2 separate regions of the Danio rerio genome follow, and region 1 is linked to region 2. Evidence: chromatin contacts called from public Micro-C data. All regions are on one chromosome and are shown on one strand. Each heading gives the region's core, a stretch centred on a gene start, on an enhancer-like site or on the middle of the called end of the contact. The rest is flanking DNA. Distances are from core to core; before and after follow the strand shown. Region 1 overlaps cdk14 (cyclin dependent kinase 14). Region 2 holds the start of fzd1 (frizzled class receptor 1).

The links. Hi-C and Micro-C count contacts between places; a contact is called where the count stands out from the background.
Region 1: a contact with region 2 is called in a Micro-C map of caudal fin, with 8 times the contacts expected there. The contact joins the enhancer-like site here to the promoter of fzd1 in region 2. A contact is called at or near these places in 2 of 18 Hi-C or Micro-C datasets (caudal fin and an unstated tissue) and 1 of 4 datasets of contacts at active chromatin or transcription factors (embryo).

What each region holds. Positions count from the first base shown.
Region 1 is chr16:58,347,261-58,352,170 of GRCz12tu, forward strand. cdk14 (cyclin dependent kinase 14) reads right to left here. Exons shown (of 15, transcript NM_001430898.1): 11 at 3,972-4,035. Among named protein-coding and RNA genes, the nearest start is that of fzd1, 67 kb to the left of the region's middle. Within about 2 kb of position 3,446, at least 5 of the 62 cell types and tissues checked have an H3K27ac peak or open chromatin away from gene starts, as enhancers often do.
Region 2 is chr16:58,281,665-58,286,350 of GRCz12tu, forward strand. It overlaps fzd1 (frizzled class receptor 1), which reads right to left and starts at 1,536. Exons shown (of 1, transcript NM_001130614.1): 1 at 1-1,536. The coding sequence starts at 1,497.

The sequences.
Region 1 (4,910 bases), core at 2,196-4,695, 68 kb after region 2:
TCAGGACGTCTCTGTACATCGCTGCATTCATCTTTCCCTCTATCCTGACTAGTCTTTCAGCTCCTGCTGCTGAAACACATCCCCACAGCATGATGCCAACACCACCATGCTTCACTGTAGTGATGCTATTAGCCTGGTGATGAGCGCTGCCTGCTGTTCTCCACACGTAACGCCTGGCGTTCACTCCAAACAGTTCAGTTTGAGTCTCATCAGAGCAGAGAGTTTAGTTTCTGATGCTCTGAGAGTCCTTCAGATACCTTGGCAAACTCCAGGCAGGGTGTGTCTTCCGTCTGGCCACTCTACCATACAGGCCTGATTGGTGGATTGCTGCACAGATGGTTGTCCTTCTGTAAGGTTCTGCTCTCTCCACAGAAGAACGCTGGAGCTCAGACAGAGTGACCATCGGGTTATTGATCAGCTCCCTGACTAAATCCCTTCTCCCCCGATCCCTCAGCTTAGATGGCCGGCCAGCTCTAGGAAGAGGCCGCTGTGCTCATTGGAGCTTTCAGAGCAGCAGAAATGTTTCTGTCACCTTCCCCAGACTTGTGCCTCGTTCCAGTCTCGGAGGTCTACAATCAATTCCTTTGTCTTCATGCTTGGTTTGCGCTTTGTCATGCACTGTTAACCCTGGGCCCTTATATAGACAGGTGTAGCCTTTTCAGATCATGTCCAATCAGCTGAATTGAGCACAGGTGAACTCCAATGAAGCTGCTGAAACACCTCAAGAATGATCTGTGGAGACAGAATGGACCTGAGCTCGATGTAGAGCTCCACGCCAAACGCTGTGAATACTGATGTACATGTGGTTTTTCAGCTTTTTTATTTTGAAAAAATTTGCACAAATTTTTCCACATTGTCTTTATGGGGGATTGTGTGTAGAATGTTGAGGAAATACATTAATTTAATCCATTTTGGAATAAGGCTTTAACATAAACAAATGTGGAAAAAGTGAAGCGCTATCAACACTTTTCGGATACACTGTAATATAAAGTACTTGAATTATTCTGTTGTGGTGATTCTACAGTTGCTACAGTAACACAAGAACTACTGTAATATAAACAAATGACACAATACTGTAGCTTTTGACAACTATGATATATATTACACAACAATACACAGCAGTTGTAGTATAGTATAGTATAGTATAGTATAGTATAGAATAGTATAGTATAGTATAGTATAGTATAGTATAATATAGTACCGTATAGTACAGGGGTTCCCAAACTTTTCAGGCCGTGACCCCCAAAATGTCAATGCCAGTGACTCGCGACCCCCTATACCCTCTGAGGTGGTTATAAATACAGAAACCTTGCATGCAATGGCGCACACAAACCAATAGACCCAAGTCTATTCTTCTTTTAATTTTTTTAATGTATGAGAGCTGGAAATGGGCCACAAAGTTTAACCAGGTGTTGTGAAATCTGCTGCATCTGACGCTATTGCTGTGTCATTAATACAATGGAATTACCCCAGGGGTTGCAATCCAATAGAAGTAGTAACTATAAGCTACTATAGTAACCATATATGGTATATACGACTATTTTTTCTCTTCAGAAGGTTATGGATAAAATATGGTAATTCTTATGGTTTAATAAAAATAAATAGATTTTTGGAAACCACCAGGCGACCCCCCTTCATTGTCCCGCGACCCCTCGGGGGGTCCCGATCCCCACTTTGAGAACCATTGGTATAGTATAGTATGGTATAGTATAGTATAGTATAGTTATTACAATTTATCAATTGACTATAGCTAATACTGCAGTATGCTGGAGCAATAATTTACTATAGTATGGTTTAAAAACACTATAGTATTTACTACAGTACTTTCTCAAGACACATGTCCTCTCATACAGTAGGGATATTAAAGATCCGTCACAGATGAAGTGCAGTAAACACTGCCATCTGCTGACACAACACTGAACTACACAGACATATCACAGGAGAATGTAAACAATAACAATCAATTAAATTAAGACAAAAACACTACATTGATATAATTTTTTATTATTATTTTTATAAATATTATTATTTTTATTATTTTATCATTATTGTTTGCACTTGCCTATCAATTTATAAGTAATAGTTTATGTACAGTTGAAACCTTTATGTATTTTTATTTTTCTAACATTCCCTAGTGCTGTTAAAGAGCAGATAGTTTCAACACATTTCTAATCATAATAGTGTTAATAACTCTAATAATAGTTATTAATTAATATCTCTAATAACTGATTTATTTTATCTTCGCCTTGATGACAGTAAATAATATTAGACTAGATATTCTTCAAGCACTTGTATTCAGTGACTTATTAAGTGACATTTAAATACTTAACTAGGTTAATTAGGGTAAAGTTAAGGTGATTAGTCATTGAACAACAGCCGTCTGATCTAAAAATGTGTGTTACTAATTGGTTAAATATAAAGAATGCAACAATATGCATCTAAAGGTCAATATTATTATTGAGCTAGCAGCTAGCTCTCTGCAACTCTCACATGGTCGCCCACTGAAGCTAAGCAGGGCTGCGCCCGGTCAGTACCTGGATGGGAGACCACATGGGAAAGCTAGGTTGCTGCCGGAAGTGGTGTTAGTGAGGCCAGCAGGGGGCGCCCAACCTGCGGTCTGTGTGGGTCCTAATGCCCCAGTATAGTGACGGGGACGCTTTACTGCTCAGTGAGCGCCGTCTTTCGGATGAGACGTTAAACCGAGGTCCCGACTCTCTGTGGTCGTTAAAAATCCCAGGATGTCCTTCGAAAAGAGTAGGGGTTTAACCCCGGCATCCTGGCCAAATCTGCCAACTGGCCTTTGTCTATCATGGTCTCCTAACCATCCCCATATTCCAATTGGCTTCATCGCTGTCTCCTCTCCACCAATTAGCTGGTGTGTGGTGTGCGGTCTGGCGCAAAATGGCTGCCGTCGCGTCATCCAGGTGGATGCTGCACACTGGTGGTGGATGAGGAGATCCCCCCATTGTGTGTAAAGCGCTTTGAGTGCCCAGAAAAGCGCTATATAAATGTAAGGAATTATTATTATTATTATTATTATTATTAGCCCCTTTAAGCAATATTTGTTTTGGATAGTCTACAGAACAAACCATCGTTATACAATAACTTGCCTAATTACCCTAACCTGCCTAGTTAACCTAATTACCCTAGTGAAGCCTTTAAATGTCTCTTTAAGCTGTATAGAAGTGTCTTGAAGAATATCTAGTCTAATATTATTTACTGTCATCATAGCAAGGATTTAGTCTTTGCTAAAATGAAATTGGGCGAAAAATAAAGGGAGGTGAATAATTCAGGGGGGCTAATAATTTTGGCTTTAACTTTATACATATATGTTCATTCTTGGGGGTTGTTTGATTCATCCGTCCCCACCAATGTCAAGTACAAACCTACTGTATGCCCTTGACCCCTTCATTGTCCCACGACCCCCACTTTGAGAACCACTGCTGTAGTGTACAATGTCAGTCAGCAGAGGGCAGTGTGTCCACATTTCTAGAGCACTACACTAGCACACTGCATTCTGCAAACCCGGATCTACACACTCACTCACACACTATAGCAAGATGTTGTGTTTAAAGGGTCAAGTTCACCCTAAAAATAAAATAAAAATCTGTCTTCATTTCCTCATTTCAACTTGTTTGAGTTTTTTTTCTTCTGCTGAACACAAAGGAAGATATTGTTAAGATTGCTGGAAGAAAAGAAACAGCCATTATTATCGTGAATATTGTGTTTCGTGTTCAACAGTGAAAAGAAACTCATAAAGGTGTTCAGGGAAACATGTTAGAGTTCACGTGCCTCATTACCTGCAATCCAATAATATTACACAAACTATAACCCTACTCGCTCGCATTATATTAGACTGTCCTCAAGGGCAAGTGTTCTAGTGTGTGTGAGTGTGTTTGAGTGTGTTCTAGTGTGTGTGAGAGTGTTCGAGTGTGTGTGATTGACGCTCAGATGCACAGGATGATGTTTACCTGGTTTGAAGTGCGGCAGTGAGTGAACACCTGGCCACGTCTCCTCTGACGGTGTCCCCAAAACCTGCACACACACACACACACACACACACACACACACACAAGAGAAGAGCACAGTGAGTCCTTCAGGAGAAAACACACTCAAGATGAAGGACAGTGCGACACGCAGATGGAGACCTACTCTACTGCTAATAATAGTCTGTGTGTCATGTAAGAGTGTGTGTAAGAGTAAGAGTGTCAGTGTGTGTGTGTATGTTTTTGTGTAATGACATGGCTATGATGGCATTACAACATTATGAGGACATCCTTTGTGTCCTTATAATGTAAAAATCCTCCTTAATGGGGTCTCTTGATTTAATTATCCACAGGTTTGCTGTGAGGGTTGGGTTTAGGGGGAGGGCCATACTGTGTAAAATACATTACGCCTATGAAGAGTCCTCATTAACCACCAATACTAACATGTGTGTGTGTATGTTTCTCATATATGTGTATTATGAGCACATTAGTAGAGATGCCTGACCTGTTAAACGGCACTAGTGAACAGAGTGTGTGTGCAGGAGCAGTGTGTCCAGCAGGGGGCGGTGTTGGATTACACTCAGGAACATATCTGTCTTTATTAGAGCTTATATATCAAGGTAAAATCATAGTAATGGAATAATCATATGCTGAACATCAGCAGGCCACAAGTTAATTATTCTGCTGTAAATGAATTATGTTTGTGCTGTTTTTGAATTATGACGGGCAATTTAATTAGTACAGAATTCAAAACAACTTAATAGTGCTTAAATACATTAAATGTCAAGAAACAAACAAAAGCAACTAACGGCAGCATCTATCATTTATGATCTGTGATGAGACGAGCCATGAAAATACACACTCAAACAGTGTGCATGTAATTCTACCCTGGTAAAATTAATGTGGAAAACAAGAACACATCTA
Region 2 (4,686 bases), core at 286-2,785:
CAGGTACTTGATCATGAACACCGTGAAGTCCGGGTTCATCTGCGGGTTGTGCGCGGGACACGGCACCGCGTATGTCTTGCACGAGTGCGCGCTCCACGTCTGCTCCCAGTGCGCGCGGAAGGCCTGCTCGTAGAAGTAACAGGCGATCACGATGGTGGCCGGAACCGTGTAGAGCACGCTGAAGATCCCGATCCGCACCATAAGCTTCTCCAGCTTCTCCGTTTTAGTGCCGTCGTGCTTCATGATGGTCCTGATGCGGAACAACGACACGAATCCCGCCAGGAGGAAAGAGGTGCCGATGAACAGGTACACGAAGAGCGGCGCGAGCACGAATCCGCGCAGCGCGTCCACGCTGTTGATGCCCACAAAGCACACCCCGCTGAGCACGTCCCCGTCCACCTGACCCACAGCCAGGATGGTGATGGTTTTGATGGCGGGCACTGCCCAGGCCGCGAGGTGGAAGTACTGCGAGTTGGCCTCGATGGCCTCGTGACCCCATTTCATCCCGGCCGCCAGGAACCAGGTGAGCGCCAGGATCACCCACCAGATGGAGCTGGACATGCTGAAGAAGTACAGCATCATGAACAATATGGTGCAGCCTTCCTTCTTGGTGCCCTGAACCACAGTCCTGAACTCGTTCTCGAACTGCTCGTTGCAGACAACCTTGTCCTCCAGGAGAAATCCGGCGATGTAGGCGATGGACACCATGGTGTAGCAGCCGGACAGGAATATGATGGGTCTCTCCGGGTAGCTGAAGCGCTTCATGTCCACCAGATAAGTCAGAACTGTGAATAAAGTTGAAGCGCAGCATAGGACGGACCAGATCCCGATCCAGATGCGCGCAAACTTCTGCTCGTCCTCGCTGAAGTACATCATGCCGTGCAGTTTTCTGGGCTCGCAGGGCGCTCCGCAGTTGTCCTCTCCCATGAAGCGGTAGTTGAGGTACGGGGGGACTCTGAGCGACGGCGGGCACTGGAAGCGGCCGCGCTGGGAGGGCTCCGGAGGCGCCTGCGTCGCGTCGGGAGTCGGGCTGACTGGGGGGCTCGGCCCGGTGGTGTTCTGTCCCACGCAGAGCTCTCCGCCGTGCACCGGGAAGGACTCGCACGCCAGGCTCTCCGGCCACTGGAAGCCGAATTTATTCATCAGCGCCTCGCAGCCCTGACGCGCGCGCTCGCAGAGGGACCGGCACGGCGGCAGCGCCTGCTCCAGCACCGTGCACACCGGCGCGTACATGGAGCACAGGAAGAACTTGAGGTCTGGCGAGCACTGCACTTTCACCAGCGGGTAAAACTGGTGCACTTCCAGTCCCGCGTCCTCCTGGTTGGTGTGGCCGAGCAGGTTGGGCATGATGGTCTCGTTGTAGGCGATGTCCGTGCACAGAGGGATGGAGATGGGCTGGCAGAAGCCATGCTCGGGCACCGACATTCCGCGGTCTCCGTACTGCGCGCGGGCGCTCAGAGCTCCGAGGGCGATCAGGAAGAGCGCGCGCGCGGCCATACTTTCGGTGTGCGGTGAGAAAGAGTCTCCAGTCGGCCAACGCGGCCGCCAGCGCAGCTTTCTCCACTCTGATGTTTGTCTCTCTGATTGAGTATGTGTGTATGCGTGTGTGTTTGACTCCGAGTAAAGTTGTGTGAAGTGCTGCTGGAGCTCCGTGGGTCGCTCTGGACCGGAGCGCGGAGTGTCGCGGTGTGTGTCGGAGTTTGGAGCTGTTCAGACCCGCTCAGGCGCCCTGCTGTCTGCGGCTCATCAGCGTCGGGCGCGGGCGGGGCGGCGGACAGACGGAGTGCGGAGGGAGCGTCGCGATTTCGTTCCCTTTGCGTTTTTCTCAGTGAGCGAATCGGGAGGTGCAATTTTTTTAGTAACATTATTTTGTGTTAGGCTTCAGATAATGTAATGCATGCATTTATTTAAATACATCCAACCCATCCAATAATTTTCCTTTGGCTTAGTCCCTTATTTATCAGGGGTCGCCACAGCGGAATGAACCGCCAACTAATGCAGCATATGTTTTACACAGCCAATGCCCTTCCAGCCGCAACCTAGGAAAATATTCTTATTGGTTAGCACCTAATAGCAAGAAGGTTGCTGGTTCGAGTCCAAGCTGGATTAGTTGGTGTTTCTGAGTGGAGTTTGCATGTTCTCTCCGTGTTGGCATGGGTTTCCTCCGCGTGCTCCAGTATCTCCCACAGTTCAAACACATGTAATGTAATGCCGTAATGTATGAGTGTGTGTTTGTGACAGAGAGAATGAGTGTGAATGGGTGTTTCACAGTATTGGGTTGCAGCTGGAAGGGCATCCACTGTGTGAAACATATGCTGGAATAGTTGGCGGTTTATTCTGCTGTGGCGACTATTGATAAATAAAGGGACTAAGACGAAGAAAAATGAATAAATGAATAATTATATTCAAACATGCATGCAAATAGTAAAATTACCAATTATAAGAATACAAATATTATAAATTATAGTAATATACATTATTATTTGCATGCATATTTTCATATGACAATAATATTAATAACAACATTAACAATAATAATTGCATTAAAATATAATATTAATAATAATAAATCTACTAAACTACAATCTAATCCAAATATGTATGCAAATAGCAATAATAACCCTAATATTGTTAATAATAATAATAATGATAATAACAGGATTTCTGAAGCACTGTTCATCTGTAAGCATGCACTAACGTACAGCACAGTGAAATTGCGACGGCCCCTAAATCTGCTGCTTTACTATTGGCTGCTGTGTGTGTCTGTAGGAGAAACCAGAGGAACATGATTTGCTCTGACAGGAGAATGTAAAGACAGCCTTCACTAAGAGTTTGCAGACGCCTGGAATACAAAACACCTCCAGTTCAAAACACTGCGCGCTACAGCTCGAATACACTGCACACACTCACCATGGACATTTACTATTATAATGAAAACAATAACAAAAATAGGAATAATAATAACATTAATACCAGCATGAACAGTAAAATAATAGTAAATAGCAATAAAAAATAACAATAATAACATAATAATTACATATATATGAACAGTAAAAATAATTTAATAGTAATAAAATAATAACAGCAAAACAAGAACAACAACCTCAATAATAATTTAACAAAAAATATTAATATGAATAGTTAAAAAAATAGTAATAATTATGAAAAACAATAATAACAGTAATAAAATAATAATAATATTAATAATAGTAGTAATATTGTCATAAAATAATAATAATAATATCAATTATAATAGTAGTAGTAATTGTCAAATTAATAATAATAATAGTAGTAGTAAAAAAATACTTTTTTAATTAGAATATACAAAAGGGATAATAATGTAATAAAATACTACTACTACTACTAATAATAATATCAACAACAACAAAAATTCAACAATAATATAAATATGACTAGTAAAAAAGTAATAAATAATAACAACAATAATATTAATATAAACAGTAAAATAATAATAATAAAAATAGTACTAAAATAATAACAACAACTATATTAATTTAAATAATAAAAATAATAGTAATAAAACAACAATAATAACAATTATAATAAATAATTAATAATAGTAATAATTAAAAATAATAATAATACAAATTGTAATAAAATAATTATAATATTAATATGAATAGTAAAAATGATAAAAATAGCAATAACAACAATATTAACAACAACAACAACAAGTACAATAATATAATAATATTAGAATTAGTAAAAATAATAAGTAATAGTATAAAATAATAACAATAATAACAGCAACAATAATAGTAATAAAAATAATAGTAGCAATAAAATAATAAAAAATAACAACAGTAATAATAATTTAATATAATATTAATTTAAATAGTAAAAAACTAATAAATAACAACAACAATAAAAATAATAATACTAACAAAAATAAAATAATAACAATAATAATAGTAATAAAATAAAAATTGTAAAATAATAATACATGAATAATAATATGAACAGTAAAATTAATAATAAAAATAGTAATAAAATAATAACAATAATAATAGCATAATATTGATATGAATAGTGTAAGTAATATTAATAAAATAGTAATACAATAATAACAACAACAATAATAATAATATAAAAAAGCCTAATAATAATAATAGTTAAATAATAACAATAATAATAACAACAATAATAGTAATATAATAATGTTAATATAAATAGTAAAAAAAAAATAAAATAGTAATAACAATAATAATAACAACAATAATAGTAGTATATTATTATTAATATGAATAGTAAAAATAACAATAATAAAATAGTCATAATAATAATAACAACAACAATAGTAATAAATATAATCATGGTTATAAAATATTAATAATAACAACATCATGAATATTAATAACAACAACAACAACAATAATTATAGCAATAATAATTATAGTTTTTATTTTGTGAATAAAATCTTAATATTAATAAATACTTTTTAATACAATTTTAAATAAAATAAAAATGTTGTTATCTTCCTAGAAGTGAATAATTATTCCTTCTGTTTATAAGGAGCTGTAAAAGAGGAGCTGAATGTAATAATGACAGTATTAATAACAACAGTCCAAAACGGTTTACATTACTCACATAACACACACTTCCTCTGAACTCATCACTTTAAAGGAAACAACAGCAGCGTTTGGTTTGAAGCGTTAATAAACTTTA